Linked DNA regions of Cyprinus carpio: region 2 is linked to region 1. The links are chromatin contacts, called in public Hi-C maps. All regions are on one chromosome and are shown on one strand. The core of a region is the stretch at or near the end of the contact, and the rest is flanking DNA. Distances in the headings are between cores, read along the strand shown.

Evidence for each region. A called contact is a pair of places that touch in the nucleus more often than the background predicts.
Region 2: a contact with region 1 is called in a Hi-C map of skeletal muscle, with 4 times the contacts expected there. The contact joins two enhancer-like sites. A contact is called at or near these places in 7 of 8 Hi-C or Micro-C datasets (liver, red blood cells and skeletal muscle).

The regions. Positions count from the first base shown.
Region 1 is chrB19:25,782,740-25,785,439 of ASM1834038v1, reverse strand. No RefSeq gene overlaps it. Among protein-coding and RNA genes, the nearest start is that of LOC109058674, 4.6 kb to the right of the region's middle. Within about 2 kb of position 1,304, at least 1 of the 8 cell types and tissues checked has an H3K27ac peak or open chromatin away from gene starts, as enhancers often do.
Region 2 is chrB19:25,827,784-25,830,483 of ASM1834038v1, reverse strand. No RefSeq gene overlaps it. Among protein-coding and RNA genes, the nearest start is that of LOC109111567, 33 kb to the right of the region's middle. Within about 2 kb of position 1,298, at least 7 of the 8 cell types and tissues checked have an H3K27ac peak or open chromatin away from gene starts, as enhancers often do.

The sequences.
Region 1 (2,700 bases), core at 55-2,554:
CAGTATATTTATATTTTAGTTTAAATCTTAGTAATTTCGTCATGTGCTGTTGTAATTTTTATGCATTTTGTTGTATTTTTATCTTTTAATGATTTATTTCACTTCCAGTGTAGTAATTTTAACTTAAACATTTAATTTAGTTGCCAAGGCATTATAATTTTTCTCATTTACTTTTCTTTTATGTTTAACGTTTATAATAAAAGTTTACTGTAAGGTATCATTAATTATTTAATTCATTAAATGAATAATTAACAATGAGCAATAATTTTGTTACAGTATTTATTAATCTTTGTTAATCTAACTTAATAAAAATATAACTGTTTACTGTTAGTTCATGTTAGCTCAGGTCCATTGAATAATATTAACAAACAATTTTTTGATTTTAATATTGTATTATTAAATGTTGAAGTTAATATTTTTAAGATTAATAAATACTTTTTTTAGTTTAAGTTTTAGTAGTTTAATTATGTGCTTTTTTCTTGTATTTAAAATATTTTAAAAATGTAATGTATATTTATTTTTTGTATTAAAATACAATATTTCTGTTTAGCTTTATATTATTATTTTAATTTTAGTTCATTATTTTAATGTAAATTTATTTATTTAACTTATTTATTGATTAGTAGTTATTTATTATTTTTATCTTATATTTATACATAACAATATGCTGAAAAATATGCTTAATCAGCTTATTTGAGCTTGATAATTTTAATATGATTTTTAAAAATGATTTTCAACAACAACACTGTGACAAAGATGACAAAAATTCCTCTTAATTAAAGTTCTAGCAATGAAATTTGACCCTGTATTATTATAATTGTCATTTTATATATATATATTTTTACATCCCAATTTTCTATACATTGAAAAAAGAAATTTACTCTGGTTACTCAATTTTCTTTGCATCACAAAAAAAAAAAGCATAGACCAGCCTAAGCTGGTTTCCTGGTCTTAGCTGGACCAGCCTAGTCCTGTTGTTCTGTTTGCTGGTTTTAAAGGTGTTTTATGCACTTTTCAGCTGGTCGTGTTGGGAGACTGGTTCAAACCAGTATGTGATCAATTAATTGTGTCTTGTTATTTAAGGTTGTTTTTATGAATGAAAGGGCATCGTCTGAATGACAAGCATCACATGATTTTGTAGGGGACAGGAGGGTCTGTGGTTGCCATGGCGATGCTCTTGTGATTGCATGAATGCAGCAGGAGGAGTGTTTGAATTCATCGACCTCTAAATTAGTGCTCCTGCTGCTGGTCCTTGTCTTTGTCCATGTCCATGTGTGTGTGTTTTATTTTATCAGAGTCCGTGAGTTATTCCCTCACAGATGGTATTTTTATGTCACCTCGTCTCTACCCACAATGCAGCAGGGGAGCCGTAACACCCTTTTTCCCCTCAAACAAACCGCAGAGACGCAGAGAAAATAATTCACTCTAATCAAAATCCCGCCTTCTAACACTCACAGCGCAGAGTGATTTAAAATCCCGCCTTTTAACTGCCCCGTACACAAGCTGCTGTTTGAGGGGACACTTGATTATCTCAAACTCTTGCTGGTTTTTCCAGGGATCTGATCTGATTATTTGTACTTTTGGTGGTTTTCTGCATCCTGAGGCCCAGTCCATCATAAAACCTTCAGTACAGCTCTTGATAGATACGTAATGGTTTACTCTGCAGCTTGTTCTGGTCAAGAATGACCCATTTAGACAGGAAAAATCATCTGACAGATATGAAAAGTTACTTTTTTTAGGGCAGGATTCAACGGAAACCCATGATGCATCATTGCACAATAGTTTCTGCAAATGTTTGTACAATAACTGAGAAATGTGTGTACAATATGTGTGACTTTCTGAGCTTTCAGTTTTTTTTTTTTTTCAAAGTATTGCTTTTTTATTGAACGTAACTCATTCATTTGCTACCAAGTTTCAATGTCATAAACGTCAAAAACCATGTCAGATCCAGTGATTTTAGCAGCCTGGGAACTTGTAAACATGACTTTTTCCTGATAGATTTACACTTTTAATGCACACTACCATTCAGCCTTTTGTGTCCGTAAGATTTATTCTCTTTTTTAAAGAAATCAATACTTTTATTCAGCAAGGATGTTTTAAAATGATCAAAAGTGACAGTAAAGACATGAATAATGTTACAAAATATTTATATTTTAAATAAATTCTGTTCTTTTGAACTTTCTATTCATCAAAGAATCCTGAAAAATAAAATGTATCACAGTTTCCACAAAAACAGGAAGCAGCACAACTGTTTTAAACACTGATAATAATCAGAAATGTTTCTTGAGCAGCAAATCAGTATATTAGAATGATTTCTGAAGATCATGTGACACTGAAGACTGGAGTAATGATGCTGAAAATACAGCTTTGATCACAGAAATAATTTTTTTTTACTGTATATTCACATAGAAAACAGTAATAATATTTCACTATTTTACTGTATTTTTGATCAAATAAATGCAGCCTTAGTGAGCCGAAGAGACTTCCTTCAGAAACATTAAAAATCATTATTCCTGAATAATCAGATTTTCTCCTTACTCTCCCGTCAGTGTTTATGTGAACTGGTGGGAAACCCCAGCCAGATTCCTTCCCAACAATCTAGTTACAGTCATTCTGACGATGAGTGCTCTTGCTGCTCTGAAGTGAGTGAGTTTTGTGAATCTCAGGGGCTGTGATCAGATAAGGTCGTTTGTCTGTGGA
Region 2 (2,700 bases), core at 49-2,548, 45 kb before region 1:
GTTTTATTACTGTACTGTCTAGTTTGATATTTGATATACTGTTTAATAAAAAAAGAAATCAGAAAAAAAGATTCGCGATACGAGCGCCAAAGTCCCAATCTGAATCAAAAGATTCGCGAGTCCGCTCCGAAGTTCCGATCTAATTCAAATGATACCCATCTGAATTTGCGATATGAATCGCGAACCTGCTCCGCAGTTCTGAATGATTCGCGTTCCGCACCTCGAAGTTCAGATCTGAATCAAAAGATTCGCGAGCCCGCTCTGAGCTCTGATTTAAAGGTATAGTTCACCCAAAAATGAAAATTAACCCATGAAGTCCAAAGAATTTAACCAATCCATTATAAAAGAACTCCACACGGTTCCGGTGGGTTAATAAAGGCCTTCTGAAGCAACATGATGCGTTTGTGTAAGAAAAATATCCATATTTACAACTTAATAAATATTAATCTCTAGCTTCCGCTAACTGTCATATGCGCGTTCACGAGAGAGTGGTGTCCAGCGGATGGGCTACCATCCACTCCCATTATAAAGCTTAGAAGAGCCAGGAAGTTGTTTTTTTTTTAATATAACTCTGATTGTATTTGTCTAAAAGAAGAAAGTTATATACATCTAGGATGGCTCGAGGGTAAGTTAATCATGGGGTAATTTTCATTTTTGGGTGAACTAACCCTTTAAATCGAATGATTCACGATCCCAGAGGTCCTATCTGAATAATGATACGCGAACCAATGTTTCAGATCATGACTTCGGAGCGCAGATCTCAATCAACCAATTCACGAAATGATTCGCGAACCAGCTGCGAAATTTCAATCTGAATCAAATGATTTGCGAACCCGCTCCGAAGTCCCAACCTAAATAAATTGATTTGCGATACGCAATTTGAAGTCCCGATCTGAATAAAATTATTTGCAGTTATTTATTATTTCAGTTAATGTAGAATAATTGCATCCTGATACTCTCCAAAATGGTAGAAGATAGTAACTCTGAAAGAATAATTGTTGAAAAAATTGTTATTTTTGTTTTCTTTGTGCACAAAAAGCAACTCATGTCACATGGACTGTTTTACCGACATTCTTACACACAATGACAGAATTATAATTTTTTGGTGAACTAGCCCTTTAAGGTCGTATACATTTGAATTCAAAAGAATCGGCGAGAGCGTTCATTTGACCGTTCGAGCGAATCGATTCGCTAAATGAATCGGACTAACCCGGCGCCAGTGGCCAAAGTCTGGTGCGCGACTCCAGCGGTGTTCATTCATTCGGGACTGGGAGGAGTGTGTATGTGTGTGTGTGTGTGTGGAGCAGGAGTGGGCTGGGTTCTGCCCGTCAGCCATGTTGGAATGAGAGGGAATGAAAAGCAGGAATGAGAGAGGATCGATTGGAGAAGACGGGAAAAGCGGCTTCTGGAATATCACCGCAGACGATCTCACAATAAACGAGTGAGTAGCGCGCATTCATGCCTTCACACATCTGTTAGAAAGAAACAAACTGTCACTGTAAACCATTAATATGAGCGTTCCTGTGCTGGATCGACCGTGCCATGCCTTCATGAGGAATACTGCTCTAAATCTGATGGATTTGGATCCGATATGTGTGCGCGCTGATTGTGACGCGCGTCGGATTCATTGGATCGAATCTAGTGACTTCGGAGGTTTATGTTGACGTCAGTTTCTAAAGTTTATGCCACACTACTTCAGCACAAACCCATTGTGTTGTGTTTTACACAGAGTTTCTGTTTATCAAGGGTACAGCAGCAGGATTTGATGACAGTTTGTGTTATTCTACAAGCTCAGCTATTTCAATCAACAAAAGTTATCACTAAGTATTATATATAAATATAGATTTAGTATATAAGAATAAATGATAAAATAGTGGTATTGTAATGTATGGATTGTTTGCAGAGCATAAGCATTGCTTTGAAAAATACATGAAGGAAATATAAAACAATAAATTCGATATATATATTTTTTTTTATTTTAATTTTTATTAGATTTACAAAATATTTACCATGCTTTATGGGTATGCCCCATAGTAATACTGTGTTTATTTTTGGAGATGTGCTTTGTTTTTATCACTTTATGGGTGTGTACCAGAGTAATACTATGTTTTTTTGGAGATGTACCATTGTAATGATATTTATTTTTTATTGAACATGATTTTTAGTACATATATTAGAGCATTTCTGTACTTTTTGGACAGCGTACCATGGTAATATCAGATTTATTTAAACAATTTTTTGTTTGTTTCATCATTTTATTTTACATTATGTATTTTTTTGCAGGCAGATTATTCAAGCAATGTGGGAAAATGTTTATTTATTTATTTTTTTTAATGTGTGATTATTTGGAAAAATAAATGTATAAATCCCACACAATCCCTCAAACAAACTTGCATCAAAATTTGAATTGCAACCTTTTATTCAATTGACTTTCCTTAGGCTTATTGAGGGATTGTTGCATTATTAGTTCATTAGTACATTTTGGACAGGGTTTCACATAATTTGGACATTAATTTGGAAGTAATGTTTTTAATATAATGATACACATCACATCATGATACATACTGTATGTTATGATTCAATAGGCTGCAGTAGATCATGCTTAGAATTAATATTGATATTGAGTACATTAATTGAATGGTAGGAAATTATATGAAAGCACAATGAAATAAAAAAGTATATATATCCCCTCACACTAAT